Regions from separate parts of the Mus musculus genome. Here regions 1 and 2 are each linked to region 3. Evidence: chromatin contacts called from public promoter capture Hi-C data. All regions are on one chromosome and are shown on one strand. The core of a region is the stretch at or near the end of the contact, and the rest is flanking DNA. Distances in the headings are between cores, read along the strand shown.

What was found. Promoter capture Hi-C pulls out the DNA fragments that hold promoters and counts their contacts. Capture Hi-C pulls out chosen DNA fragments and counts their contacts.
Region 1: a contact with region 3 is called in a promoter capture Hi-C map of pancreatic islet. The contact joins the promoter of Evx1os here to the promoter of Jazf1 in region 3. A contact is called at or near these places in 1 of 39 promoter capture datasets (embryonic stem cells), 2 of 484 Hi-C or Micro-C datasets (both in embryonic stem cells), 1 of 115 datasets of contacts at active chromatin or transcription factors (bone marrow-derived macrophages) and 4 of 9 other capture datasets (embryonic stem cells, embryonic tail, liver and 1 more).
Region 2: a promoter capture Hi-C map of pre-B cells shows a contact between it and region 3, with 3 times the contacts expected there. The contact joins the promoter of Hoxa13 here to the promoter of Jazf1 in region 3. A contact is called at or near these places in 10 of 39 promoter capture datasets (the 3T3-L1 cell line, the C10 cell line, cranial neural crest and 5 more), 1 of 115 datasets of contacts at active chromatin or transcription factors (bone marrow-derived macrophages) and 2 of 9 other capture datasets (embryonic stem cells and liver).

Annotation. Positions count from the first base shown.
Region 1 is chr6:52,313,462-52,318,546 of GRCm38.p6, reverse strand. It overlaps Evx1os (even skipped homeotic gene 1, opposite strand), which reads left to right and starts at 3,715. Exons shown (of 4, transcript NR_038163.1): 1 at 3,715-3,776; 2 at 4,977-5,085. It overlaps Evx1 (even-skipped homeobox 1), which reads right to left and starts at 5,049. Exons shown (of 3, transcript NM_007966.4): 1 at 4,276-5,049; 2 at 2,553-2,809; 3 at 169-2,014. The coding sequence starts at 4,702. The coding sequence ends at 1,448.
Region 2 is chr6:52,257,818-52,262,904 of GRCm38.p6, reverse strand. Hoxa13 (homeobox A13) reads left to right here and starts at 2,025. Exons shown (of 5, transcript NM_008264.1): 1 at 2,025-2,268; 2 at 2,270-2,353; 3 at 2,356-2,363; 4 at 2,365-3,041; 5 at 3,757-4,052. The coding sequence starts at 2,131. The coding sequence ends at 4,001. It overlaps Hottip (Hoxa distal transcript antisense RNA), which reads right to left and starts at 130. Exons shown (of 2, transcript NR_110442.1): 1 at 41-130.
Region 3 is chr6:53,065,693-53,070,157 of GRCm38.p6, reverse strand. It overlaps Jazf1 (JAZF zinc finger 1), which reads left to right and starts at 1,534. Exons shown (of 5, transcript NM_173406.3): 1 at 1,534-1,705. The coding sequence starts at 1,591. It overlaps Gm33097 (a long non-coding RNA gene), which reads left to right and starts at 2,163. Exons shown (of 2, transcript XR_377680.3): 1 at 2,163-4,465.

The DNA.
Region 1 (5,085 bases), core at 2,466-4,965, 750 kb after region 3:
TTCTACTTTCCTGCAGTGTTTGTTTGGATCCTGCCAATGCCCAACAGGGACTTAGGAGACCCCTCCCTCTGTGAGTCCATCTCCTTTATTCTGTCCCTATACATGCCCACGGTAGCTAAATTAGCAATTCAAAAATAGCAACAAAACAAAACAAAACTTATGCTTAAATGCTAAAGTAAGAATCATGTTCAGCTTTTATTGCAATATGGTTAACAAATCATAACAGCAAATTCTTTGGGCTGCAAAGGAAAACCCCAAACCAAACCAAATTCATTCCCTGCAGGAAGGACCACTTCCTCCCAGTGGAGGGAAGCCTGCATTGGATGATTGAAGTTGTCCTTTTCCTCAAACACTGGCTATAAGGATGAGTACAGGAGTTCCTAAGTGGCTCCCCAATAAACCCCAGTGAAGGGGAGAGACAGGGTCCTCCAGAGGCGCTGAAGGTTTGTACTGGCAGCTGAAAGCCAAGGCCCTGTGGCAATTTGGGGAGACAATGAGAGAAGAATGTAAGAAGTCTCCGTTCCCTAAGCTCTTCCCAGGGCGCCTTGTTAGACCGGCTCAGCAGCTCCGGGCTTGGTGGCCCAGCAGAGTGGTGATCATTATTATACATACATTCAACATTCAAAAACCCCTCCTCACCCATCACTTGCTAATCAGGCTGTGTGCTGGGTTAAGGGAGAAGAGGTTCGCCCCACAGAAGCTGCCTAGGGACCCTGGAGCCCCTGCCCCTTCCCTGCCAATGTCAAACCGGAAGGGAGAAGGCTGGAGCTGCACAGGTCGGGTCGTGAGATGTCACAAAGCCAGAAATAGGGAAAGAAGTCAGTGGCTGGTAGAGGGTACCACTCCCCAGATGCTGTGTAGTTGAGGCCCTGGGAAGGTGAGCCGGCTCCCAGGTTCCTCGCCAAGTGGCAAGCATCTCCCTAGCAGTAAATCATCTCTCCCCTAAATGGCTGGGATGTTGCCATCAACAAGCCCCCTGCCATGCGTTGGAAAAGCTGGTGAAGATTAATTTCTACCTGCTCTGCATACACAGCATTTTGTTCCAAGAAACAGCGAGTTCCCTTCGCAGCTCTTGCCCTTGACAGGAGAGTGGGGGCCCAGTTGAAGGGTACGAGGGGCTTGGGAGTGGGTTGTTCCCGGGTAGCTGTTGAACCAAGGCCTCGACCTCTGATAGAGTGGTGGTTTCGGTGGAGAATGGCAAGGCCTGGCCACCCCAGGGGACGCTTTCCCACCCCATTCCTGCTCCTAAGCAGCCAATGTCGCTTCTGGGGCTCCTGGATCCTCTAGGCGGAGTCCTTTATGGTGTCCCCCCCCCCACCTCCACCTCCTTTCCCCTGTGCATCTGAGAAGAGAGGTGACAGGTGGGATGCTGGAGGAGCCCCGAAGGCTCCCCCGACCTCCACCCCACGACGTCCATCCTGCAGTCGGCAGCCCCGAGGGCGCCCCCTTATCTGGTGAGGGGCACCTCCTCTCTCTGGTCCAACGCCGCCACGGAGGAGGCCTTGCTGAGCACAGAGGGGGCGAACGTGAGGAAGGAGTCCGAGCGGGAGGTGGAGGCACAAGTGAAGTCTGAGGCGGCGGCAGCGGCGGCGGCCCTGGGCGCCAGCCCGTTGGCCGGGCCGCTGTGGCAGGCGAGGCAGGAGCAGGGCCCGGCGGCAGCGGCGGCGGCGGCCGAGGCGCCGAGTCCGTGCGCCGGGCCGGGATAGAGCGGCGGGTGGCGGAAGGCGCACAGCAGTTCGGGCCGTGGGTAGGGCTGCGAGAGCACGCGGAAGGTGTCGAGCGGGCGCAGGGGGCCGCTGAAGGGCGAGGCGGCGGCCGAGGCGGCGGACGCGGCGCCCAGGCCCACGGGCGAGTAGTAGGGCAGGGGCAGGTGCGACGGGAAGGGGTAGGGCAGGCCGCCCGCGGCCGCCGCGTGGCTCATCATGTAGGTGTAGAAGGCAGGGTCGGCCGGGTGCGGCCACGTCATGGCCAGCCGCTGACGCTTGTCCTTCATGCGCCGGTTCTGAAACCACACCTGAGGAGAGGAAGAGGAGCGCCTTGGAGGGCTGCGCCAGGCCCAGGCCCATGGCTGGGGGTGGGTGGGGTGCGAGGGCCATGCTCGCAGTGAGGGGGGCTGGGGAGTGGGGGGAGAGTCAAAAGCAACTCCAGCTGACAAGGGCAGGCCACCAACCCAGATGGAAACCCTCGGGAGCAGGACTGGGCAGCCGCTCAGCCTGCCCACCGGGCTTAGCATCACAAGCTGGAGTGAGGGTACTAAGAGGAAGGCCTGCCTCAATGGATCTGGGGAGGCAAAAGACATTTTCCCATAGATTTAGGGCTCCCTGTTCTTTGGGGACACTGTCACTTGCAGTCACCTGTCTCCGTAGTCTGTTTGCCTAGGAAAAGGACGGGAATCTTGGCAGCAGTGGCTGACTATGGACTGTCAGAGGGAAATTCTGAGTGTACCAGATTGGAGAGTCCAGGCCCAGACGATTCAGCTGCAGTAGACCGTTGACATCTCCTTCCTACTAACCTAGGTACATAGCCACCTCGAGGATCCTAGCCCAGCCTACCTTGATGGTAGTTTCAGGAAGGTTTAAGGCTGCTGCCAGTTCGCATCTCCGCGGTCTTGAAACGTAGTTCTCCCTGTAGAACTCTTTCTCCAGCCTTGCAATCTGCTCCCGGGTAAAGGCCGTGCGGTATCGGCGCATCTGGTCACTGGCGCTGCAGGCCAGGGTGCCTTGAGAGCCGCTGCCGCCGCTGCCACCGTTACTCTTGGGGGCCTCGCTGCCACTGGTAGGACTGCTACCCAGAGCATCGGAGCCTGGCGCTGCACAGGAGCCCAGAGCACACAGGTGCACATACAGAGACACAACACAAATACACAAACAAATGCTGACTTCAGGCTGGAGGAGGGGCATTAGAAGGAGAACCCCTTAGCTTCCTCAGTCACTGATTCTGCTGGGGCTCTGGAAGCTTCACCGGAGAGGTCTTGACACAGAAAAGGTTTGGGGCAGGCTTAAAGTGGCTGTTTGGAAGACCTGGACCTAAGGCATACTGGGTCTAAAGGCTTCCCTTCCGCTTGCCCCTGGGTGCAGCAAAGGGCATATCCCCTGAACTCTCTGCTTGTGTTGGTAGGGATGGGTAAGGATGTGCCGGAACACTGAATTCTTGAGGTTAATGTATTGTAGCTTGTTGGACATACAGTGAGCTTCCTCGATCTTGTGTGTGTGTGCACCAGTATGCCAGTACCAGGTGTGGGGATGTGTGTTGGGTTGCACCTATTGCAGGAGTGGTATATTTTGAGTATGGGTTGTGAGGACATGGTATGGTAGAGAAGCTGGGTTAGATAGATGATAAGATGATAGGAGATGGAGGTGGATACTTAACAAGGTGGTGTTGGCTGCCTAGGCCTAGAGGTAGAGGCAAGCCTTTCCCACCCATTCCCATGGTTTTGTGGAGGTGTGTCTGCTGATGGGCTTCCAGTCTTTCATTCCTAGGAGTGGATATTGTTGGTATAGAGAGACTCCCTTCTGAGCTATCCACCCCCACTCCCATTAGCCCCTGGTGAGAAGGAGCAGTGTAATTAAAGTACCAACCCCTTAGACCCACCCCAGAGGAGGGTGGGGCTCCAGCCCCCCTGCAGCTGCTTTTCCTTTGGGTGGAGAAGTGAGACTGAGGGAAAGAGGGAGGGGGAGGGCCCAATCCCCGCCTTTTCAAATGCAACCGGAGACCAAAGGCAATTAGACCATTGGGACCATTTCCGACCTGGCGCCGCCAGCCCGGGAAGTGACAAGGTAATTTGGACCTCTGACCGACGTGCAAACTGGTCGGAGGGCTGCAGCCCTCCGGAGACCAGAGTCCGCCACGATTTTACGGTCCTTTATATTCTCCGGGCTTCCGCGCCTCCTTGTGCCTTGCTCCCCTCCAGTCAAACTGCCCGGACAACCGTTTGATCTTGCCCTACCCGACGGATGTGTCTTTCCGTCTTAGCTGAATCATTCCCACAAAACTCGGGGGTTGGGAGGTTGGGGTGCGTTTTGGACCCCTCAAGTCAAGACTTGTGCCAACGCTGACATTCGTCCAGGCACAACTGTCACTCTAATGGGATAACACGAGAGCCCTCACACACACTAAGGTGCAGAGAGCAAAAGAGTTGTTCAGGTGCCCCCGCCCCACTCACCCAACCCCCAGCCATCCTGCCCCAAGGGAAAGGAGCATCTTGCACCTGGCCTGAGATGAAGGGAACTGTGGGTGGAGTGGGCGGACCGGGGAGCGGAGGGGCAAGGTGGCTACCTTTGCTGTGCTGGTACTCGGCGTTCCCGGTGGCGCAGTCTGGGGTGCAGCTCACCTCGATTTCTTCATAGAAATCCGATTCGGTGTCTGAGCTACTAGGTTGCCCTTGGCCAGAGAGGCTGTCCGCGGAGGGGACTGGGGGTCCCGGGCCAAGCATGGCCGCTCCAGCAGACCGTGGCTCGGCGCCCAGCCCTGCAGCACTGCCTGCTAGTCCATCGACCGGCTCCTCCTCCTGGCCTCCCCCGCCACGCTCCCGGGAAGTCGGAGGGCCGGCTCGCGGGCTCAGGCAACCGTGGGGCACCATCTTCTCTGGCGGTTCAGGCAGCGGGCTGCTCACGGCTTCGGACAAATTAGAGACCCTCTTACCAACCAGAGTGCCAAGCTGACCCCCATCCAGAAACATAACCATGTCCTTTCGGCTCTCCATCCCCGGACTCTCCAGAGGGGGGGAGGGGGAAAACCCCCAAGTAAGCTCCTAATCCCAGGCTCCCTGGGATCTTGGCTGAGAAGAGGAGCTAAGGCGACAAGGCAGGCGCCGGGTAGCCCCAGCGCCGTGTCGACGGCGACCGCGGAGATGGCAGTGGGGAGCTAGGGTCACCTTGTGATGCGAGCGCTCCTCTGTGCCGCACCGCCTCTGGGAGGAAGCCCCATTGCCCTCTTCTTTCTAAGCTGTCATCCTCCTGCTGCAATCGTCATTACAGTACCGCTGGTGACGCCACTCGGCGAACGCAAGTGGATAAATAGAAACGTCTGCCACAGTGAAGATGAAAGGAGACCCGCAGCTAATGGCTCGGCAGTGATGCGCCAGGT
Region 2 (5,087 bases), core at 776-3,275, 810 kb after region 3:
AGCAACTTTCAACTTGACCTTGGCCTCCAGCGTGTCTGACCTGTATGTAAACTGCCCTCGAGTCTCCGAGAGTCTCCGAGAATTGGAGCCTGGAACCGTACTTCGTCTCTTTGTCACTGTTGAGTTTTACAATGCCACTTAGAGGGAGGAAGGAGTGGGGGGACGGATGAAAAGGGCTCCAAAGTAACACAGAAATCAAGTCTTCACAGAGGTTGGTTCTTTAGTCTGCAAATGGTCAGGCAGTAAGAAGGTAAACTCGGGGCAAATCAATATTTACCCAGGACCGCTAAAGTCAGGAGAGAAAGGACTCCCTGGGTGTGGGGGAGAATTGGGTGTGGGGATCAGGGAAGGTTTTATTGGGCGACACTTAACATTAGTCAGAACAAACCCAGGATCCGGGCAGATAAAAGCCTGAGCCTCGCCTTACTGGTCCCAATCTTACCAGAAGCCCAGGGGGCTTACAGAGCAGCAGATGAATTGGGTGGTATGTCTGATGCTCTAGCTTAGGGCTAAGTCTACAAGCTAGGACTAGAGAACAGGTCCAAGCCTGGCTGCCTACCAGAGCATTTGAGCAAAGATAGTACAGAACTCTTCCCAGTCTATATTTTCCAGAACGCACCACTTTCACTTTGACCATTTGTTCCCCTCTGGATGTCTGACCAGTTCACACTTGCACAACCAGAAATGCATGTAGTCCTAAGGAGGCAGGGTCCCCAGAATCCTTTATCAAAACACTGCATCCAAACGTTGCTCTCCCAATACAAACACCCCACCAAGCTCAAGGTACAGAGGAACTCATCAGCTGAACCCCGGCACCTTGAACCCACTACAGGCTGAGCCCCTATTAGGAGAAAAACCATGAAAGGATCCCAAAGAGCCTTTTTCTCTTTCCCCAAAACGGAATGCAACAGTGGATTGCCAGGTGTCTGAAGTGTCCAACTCAGGATCTATGGAGTGACTTGTAGGAAGTCCCAGAACCGTGGCTGGAGTTCCAGCCAGCAGCCCAGCTGGGGCCTGTTCCTCTTAAACCCCTTCAGGAAAAGGCAGCCGGACTCCTGAGACAGGAGTGTGAGTGAATGGTGCTTTCTTCATCTGAAATCCTCTGCGGACCAGAGAGAATAGCTGCTGCATCGGAATGAATAGCGAGCTGTATATACAAGTTGGACAATGTGGCAGTATGCATCTCTCTCTCTCTCTCTCTCTCTCTCTCTCTCTCTCTCTCTCTCTCTCTCTCTCTCTCTGTGTGTGTGTGTGTGTGTGTGTGTGTGTGTGTGTGTGTGTGTGCGCGCGCGCGAATATTTGCGCTCGCGTGTGTGATGAGTGTAGGAGATACAATTAGTTGTTCTGATCTTCTGAGTCCTTAGGCCTAATTGAAATTGTCCTCTAGAGCCTGAGAACAGGGAAGGGAGCTCCCAAATGCAGCCCAAACTTCCCAGAGAAATGTCCTGGGACCCTTGCTCCAGACTTCTCCTGGAACCAACAGGAAACAAACGCCCTTGTTCCCCAGGGGGGGGTGGGGAGTGCAATCTCGGCCAGGCGAAAGCTCCCACATCCTTGGGAGGGTCTAGCTGCAGAAAGATGTATCCATCCCTGGAAAGAAAACAGCCCCAGAGGTCCCTAAAACATGCCAGGACATCCTGGGCCAGTCCAAGGCCAAGGCAAACCCTCATTCCTGGCCACTGGAGAATTTACCTGACTTGTCCCCACGACCTCAGGTCGCACCCCAACCGCAGCCGCTCACTGCCCCTCCCAACCTCCGCGCGAAACCCGGGAAGGGATCGGGGTCCCTGTGTTCCCAGCCCCACCCGCCCTAGTTTCTCCCCCCCACCCACCCCCGCCTCCTCCGTGGGTGACTGCTGCGCGGCCGCGCGGCGGGAGCTAGAGCTGGCGCAGAGGACCGCGCGGGCGGCGGCGGGGACGGCGGGCCCAGCGCGGAGCCGAGCCGGAGCCTCCCGCTTTGCATACGCCGGGGGCGGGCCGGGGGCGGGCCAATGGGCGGCCGCCTGGCGCGACCCCGCAGGGCGCGACCCGCCCCCCTCGCTCGGGCCCCGGCCCCGCGCGCCGCGCTCTTCACTTCTTGGGGGCTTTTTAAAACAGCGCCACTGGGGTCTTCTCCATGCGGCTCGGGCTATGACAGCCTCCGTGCTCCTCCACCCCCGCTGGATCGAGCCCACCGTCATGTTTCTCTACGACAACGGCGGCGGCCTGGTGGCCGACGAGCTCAACAAGAACATGGAAGGGGCGGCGGCGGCGGCACGGGCGGCGGCCGGCGGCGGCGGCGGGAGCTGGGGGCGGGGGCTTCCCCCACCCGGCTGCCGCGGCCGCGGGGGGCAACTTCTCGGTGGCCGCAGCGGCGCCGCCGCCCGCCGCCGCGGCCAACCAGTGCCGCAACCTGATGGCGCATCCCGCACCCCTGGCGCCCGGCGCCGCGGCCGCGTACAGCAGCGCCCCGGGGGAGGCGCCCCCGTCCGCCGCCGCCGCCGCCGCCGCCGCCGCTGCTGCCGCCGCCGCCGCGGCTGCCGCGTCGTCGTCGGGAGGGCCCGGGCCGGCGGGGCCCGCGGGTGCCGAGGCCGCCAAGCAGTGCAGTCCCTGCTCGGCGGCGGCACAGAGCTCGTCGGGGCCCGCGGCGCTGCCCTACGGCTACTTCGGCAGCGGCTACTACCCGTGCGCCCGCATGGGCCCGCACCCCAACGCCATCAAGTCGTGCGCGCAGCCTGCTTCGGCCGCCGCCGCCTTCGCCGACAAGTACATGGACACCGCCGGCCCCGCGGCCGAGGAGTTCAGCTCCCGCGCCAAGGAGTTTGCTTTCTACCATCAGGGCTACGCAGCCGGGCCTTACCACCATCACCAGCCCGTGCCCGGCTACCTGGATATGCCAGTAGTTCCGGGGCTCGGGGGTCCTGGCGAGTCGCGCCACGAGCCTCTGGGGCTTCCCATGGAAAGCTATCAGCCCTGGGCTCTGCCCAACGGCTGGAACGGCCAAATGTACTGCCCCAAAGAGCAGACGCAGCCTCCCCACCTCTGGAAGTCCACTCTGCCCGGTAAATGGCGCCCCCTTTCCAGCCCGGGTCTTCCAGCTTTTCAGCTTCTCCTCGGCTCGTGCCCCAGGGTCACTAACCCCCCCCCCCCCCCGCATTCTCCCTGGCCTGGCTTGCCTTAGCAATTCTGCACCCCTGGGAGCCTGGCCCCGGCTGGCTGGCGCTGTCCGTCCGCCCTGCCCTAAGTCGAGCCGGTCCCCGGGCCCTCCTTTGGTAAAGGGTAGCTGGGAGGAAGCTTGTGGGTTCCAACTCCGGCAGCCCCTTTCTCTCTGGGTGCCCCACCCTCCCAAGCCCTTGACATTGACTCCAAGATGGGAAATAGACTCGATTTTGAGCTCACCAAATTGTCCCTGATGGTTCTCTGAAAAAAAAGGCTTCGTTGGAGAAGCATAGAATGTTGGGACTTGGGGCAAGCTGAGAGGAGCCGAGCTCTACAGAAAGAAGTGTTGAACCCTGTTGAGTGCTAAGGTGTGGACCGCTGTACATGCAGAATGACCGGATTGGGGTGGTCACTGGAACTCTGGGCGATTTCATTTCAGTACACAACTAACCATACCCCCCTACTAACGCTCCAGGCTTTGGCAGAAGGCTGGATTGTACAGCATTCGTGGCAAAGAGCAATCAGGCATTGCAAGGCCGGCAGTTCACATTGAGCTGTCGCCTGTGTTCTGGCTCAGGTCGGCTCCCAGAGTAACTTGCCTTCTTCCTTATCTTACAGACGTCGTCTCCCATCCTTCAGACGCCAGCTCCTATAGGAGGGGGAGAAAGAAGCGCGTGCCTTACACTAAGGTGCAGTTGAAAGAACTCGAACGGGAATACGCTACGAACAAATTCATTACCAAGGACAAACGGAGGAGGATATCAGCCACGACAAACCTCTCTGAGAGGCAGGTCACAATCTGGTTCCAGAACAGGAGGGTCAAAGAGAAAAAAGTCATCAATAAACTCAAGACCACTAGTTAATGGATTAAAAGGTGGAGCAGAGGGCAGCTTGAAGAAACGCTTAAGGATTTGTTTCTTTGCCCAGATAATAATAATGCATCATACTAACTGAAGAATTGGATAGAGAGACGCTGACGTTTGCTCTCCTAAGGGGACTCTCTCTTCCATGGAATCTACAATTAAAACAAAACCTTAAGGAATGGTAAAGACTGCCAGGTTTCCCGACAACCCCACCACAGCGTTAAGTGACAAACTCTAGAGTCAACTCATCAGCCCCTAAAACACACAATTTCAGATAAATTATGAATTTTCTCAAATCTTGTAAGTATTTATGTGACCATTATATTTTAGGACACTGTGTTAGATGGTAATCTGAAAACTGGTTACAGAAACAAAGGCTGTTTCCACGCAGCTGGTCCAGCACCCTCCCCTTTGCATGTTAAGTGCCTGCTCAGGTAAACCTTATTGAAATCCCTGCCATTGTTCCTTCTGGAAATGTTTCAGGTAGAGGCTTAGAAGGGGGAAAGGCACTGAATTGTTTATTTGAACTATTGCTAAAAAGGGAGATGAGAGGAGAGAGAACGCTCATCCAAGGATCTATTGTTTTGATAGTAAATCTGGCCAGCTAAACCCTTGAGGTTACAAGAGAACCCTGGGTGGGTAAGGAGCTTCTGGAAATACCTTTCAATTGCTTACAACAAACATGGTGGATTAACCAACACTGTCAAAGGATTTTTCCACAGGATTTGTTGTAATTTTTGAAGTGTTTAAATCTCACCAAATAATACGAAGAATTCACTTTATGCCCCTTCTCCTGGAAGGTCCCACCCTAGTATGGATTTCTCCTAAAACATACTCTTTCTTTAAATTTTTTAAATTGGCATTTTCCAATACTTGTTAAACATTTTGCTAGGGACATCATTTTCCTTTTTTACTTAGAAAAAAAAACCTCAAAATGGAAACCCGTTCTCCCAAAATATTTAGATGTCTGCATTCTATATTTTAATTTACTAAAGGATTAGTATTTTTTTTTTCTTGTTTACTGTGTTAGGAGACTGCAGTAGAAAGTTTAGGGACTCATCGTCACAGCACATTTTAAATCAAGCA
Region 3 (4,465 bases), core at 285-2,784:
CTGCTCTTTAGACCCTTGTCTGGCCCCAGCTTCCAGCCTAGCGGGTCCCTGGCTCATTATCAAGCCCTTGGGTGCCCTTCCCCCATCCTCACTTGGTCCCAGGAAATTATTTCTGGCAACAAACTGAACTTTAATGACCTGCTGCCCCAACCATACTCAACTCAACTCTCCCCTTGGCAAATTTGTCACCTTGTAGGCTCAAAGAAGCGACAGACCAGACAAAAATGTCGATGGGTGAGAGAACTCAGCCTCAGCCTTTGTGACTGGGAGATTGTGAAAATTTTCTCCGGTGACAGAAATACTGCATATGTCTGCATTTACATTTACACGAAGTGCCCTAACAATCCTAATATTAGAGATAACACAAGTGGTATATGCAGTTTAAAAAGACAGGGTTGTTATTTTTCTAGGTATATGCACCAGCGGGTAAATGAAATTGTTCTAAAGACAAATGCTAAATTCAGAATGCATGAATAAATTTTTTAAAAATTACACCCTCGAATCATGCACATCTCCTGGTGCTTCTTGAACACCTGGAAGAAAATATACACCTTGTAGGTAAAATGTAACTGCAACTGCGGTTGGAGACCAGAAGAGAACTGGTTCTTAAGAGGCTATCTGGTCAACAGTATGGCTTAAATGCTCACAGGATGATATAATCCTAACTGATTGGTGAAATCTTCTTTTTAAGTGAAAATCGAATTTGCTTTGACTTTCATTTCCAAACCTCTACACTTGCCCCTTTCGTCTTTGGAGCAGCACTGCCAGACCTGAGCCACAACACGGGGTTCAGGAGGTGCGGGAATTTGGGGTAAAGAAATTGAGATTTTTGTTTTCTCAGAAGAATCAGGGAGAACAAACGTGATACATATGTAAAACACAGTCAAATGCACTTGACAACCAAGCGCTCTATTTTGAAATTTAAATAAAGCTAAGATTTTTCTTCTGGCCTAGGGGGAAAGCTTCATTAAAATCAATTAGTTCCTACTAACCTCCAGAGAATACGGACTTTTTAATTTTTTTTTTTAAATGAGAAAGTTTAAAGAACAAGGTGCACACAATTACCTTTCCTGGGTCCCTAGTGAATACCATCGTCACACCTAGACAGGTGGCCAAGTGCAAACAAATGTCCCTAAGAGGGCTGGGTAACTCCCTGAGTGCTCCTCTGGGGTGAAAAGCATGTGTAATTAATAGATGTGTATCTATTAAGAATGTAGCGCGCATAACCAAGGGAGGCTCCAAGCGGACTGCAGGCACCTCACAGGGCGAAAGGGCAGGCCCAGGGACGTAAAGTTGGAGGCGGGAGCTGCCAGGTGAGGCCTGGGTCGCGGAGGTTGGGGCCCGCACAGCTGCAGGCGCGCGCCTGCTCCCTCCTCCCAGCCGCCGAGTCCTCCCCGCCCCCTCCCCCGAGCTCCCGCCGCCTCCCGCTGCCTCCCGGAGGCTCGGCGCTGCGCTCCACCTCGCGCCCCCTCTCCTCCGTCCCGGGCTCGCGCTGCCCTCCCCGCGCCTGCCCCCTCCCCGGCCCCTCCCTCCGCCTCCGCGCGCGCGGCGCTCGCAGAGCCGACTCCGGGGGGCTCTCGATGTAGCACCATGACAGGCATCGCCGCCGCCTCCTTCTTCTCCAACACCTGCCGCTTCGGGGGCTGCGGACTCCACTTCCCCACGCTGGCCGACCTCATCGAGCACATCGAGGACAACCACATCGGTGAGGCCCGGGTGGGCGGGGGTCGGGCGGCGGGCGAGCCCCGGGGTGGCGCGGGCCGGGCGCCCGAGAAGGTGCGGGCGTGGAGGGCCGCGGGGCGCGGGGATGGCCGGCCGCAGGGTGAGGGCGGGCGCGGGCCGCGGGGGGCGGGTGCCGCACGCCGCTTCCGCCCGGCCCGAGCTGTCAGGCTGGCGGGAGCCGGGGAGGCGCCGCGGCGGCAGCCATTCCGCTTCCTCCCCCGCCTGCGTCCTGTCAGCGCCGGTTGCTAGGTGTGGCGCGGCGGGAGGGGGCCGCGGCGGCGGCGGCGGCGGGCGCGGGGCGCGGGGCGCTGCGTGCTCTGAGCGGCGCGGGCGCGGGGCCCGGCCTGGCGCGGCGGCTGCGGTTCGGGCGGCTGCGGGCCGCGCCCATCCCTGGCCGGAGCGCCCCGAGGCCCCGGTAGCAGAGGGGAGCCCGCGGGCGGCGGGCGGGCGTGTCGCGGCGCCCGCGTTGCGGCTAGGCCGGAGGTGCGCCGGTCCCCGCGGGGCCTGCGCGGCGCGGGCGCGGGGACGCGGGGGAGGGGCGCCCCGCGGGGCCGGTTGTGTCTCCCGGGACCCAGGGACCTCCTAAGTCCTGCGCCCCACGGAAGTCCTTGCATCACATTTGCACGCTCATCCCCACCCCTGCGGAGGGAGATGGGTCTGGTGCTTCTGGCTCAGAAGACCCAGCCACCTGCAGAAGGTGTGGCCGCTCCCCGGAGTGGCCTGGTGGGTGAAGAGGGCAGCCGGTTCCCTGGGTGAGGCTACCTGTGAATTGCTTCGAGAAGACCAAATGAATGACATGGATTCGACCATGTGGATGCAGCTCACGTTTCTGCAAAGTTGAGAGAGTAAATCACGACTGCTGTGCATTTATGCACGAATAAAATGAGGCAGAGCCTCATGCCCCTTTGCTTTGTAGAATGCTTTCTCCTTGCACACAGTGGGCGCTTAATACGCGCTAAGTGCCAGTTTAGAGCGGGATTTGCTGGGCCATCCAGAATGGGAGCTAATCATGGAAACTGTCTGCAGAATGCCTTTGAAAACAGAAATCTGATGAGTAATTGTCAAGCTTTGAAATTTTTCAAAGTTTCAAAGTATCTCCTTAATAGTTTTCCCCATGTCTTCTGATAAAGGTGAGGTAAAGAACCTATGCTCTCAAGTATTGGTGGTCTGAAAAGCGGTTTAATAGAGTAGCAAAGCTGCTGAATCATATCGTGACTGAGTAGTCATAGCTAAAAGTGCTCCAGGTATAAAGTTTCTCATCATGGCTTAAACTGTAGTGATGCAGTTTCAAGACGAGTTTTCCCAGTTCCTCACTGGACTCCCCTTACTTATTAAACTAAACAGAAATGATAACAGAAAACAGTTATCCCAAGTTCCATCCATTTCATCAGTTAATTTATGTAAGTTGAATGAGTAATACTTTTATCTGGTTAACTTTCTTAACTTGGGACTACCTGCTGATTGAAAGATAATTTAGTTTTAACATGAATTAAACACAATTATTTCTTACGAGTTAACTTGGAGCCAGATGATTTAGACTAGCATTGGTAAATCATAAGCCTCTTATTTTGAGTTGGCAAAGTTTTCCCAGTATTGTGCAGCTATCTTTAAAGAGGGTCAAGGGTTTATGAATTTTCTAAAGCTAAACTTTTAAGTGATGATATCTTACTCCCAAAGGTCTAATTATTTTCTTTCAATGGTGAGAGGATTGAAAAAGAAGTTTAAATTGTTTTGGCAAGGCTAACAGTTATTATACTTGGGAAATAGTTGTTCCAGCAAAGTTTTTGAAAAATAGATGTTAAAATGAACAAACACTTGAACCCAAAGCTTGAAGAGGCTGACTGGAACTGCTGTGTGCCTCAGATGAGAAGAGGCCTTCACAGGACAGCGGGCCATGCAGAAAGAGATAGGATTGGAGCTCATGAAGAAGAACGTTTGGCCTAGCTGGTGCTGTATAAATACACTTTAGATAAAGAAGCAAGAGTCAACATACAGAAGTACTCATGAAAGCTCTACATTTTATTATTTATTGTCATTTGCTCTACACGTGATATACGATAAGCTCTATACATGAGATAATGAGGGGTTTTGTTTGTTTGTTTGTTTGTTTTTTTGTAAATGGTTGGTTCACTGATTTAATGTTTTAATCAGCTAGTGGCCCCATTAAAGATTCATGAAGAGACCTAAGATGTATATGTTATTTTAGTTTTATTCAAGGGTCTTATTTAGTATCTTATATATCTGTAAGAGGGTTAGACTCCTTTTGAATTGTTACCATTTAATCTCTAGTCAAAAGCACTGACAGACTTTTCAAAATCCGTAGTTTTCATTATTACTATTGTTTATCACTCAGATTACCCACGTTAAGTTGTGAGTGGCAGTCTTTCTCATATATATATATATAGATAGATTTATGTGTATGTGTATGTACGTATATGTATATATGTGTATGTATGTATAGATTTATGTATGTGTATGTATATATGTGTATGTACATATATACACACATACACACACACACACACACACACACACACACACACACACATATATATATGCGCTTACATGGCTGCATTTTCATGTGTATGGTGATTCTGATTATTGGGCTTGTAGCGTCACCTTCAAAACACCAGTTTTACCCTGCGCTTCCAGCCACAGCTCTTGCTTTTACTCTTTTCCATTTCTCGTAAGGAACAAGGAACTGTGGCTTCAAAGACAAAATAAATCTGCTTTCACTAGTCTT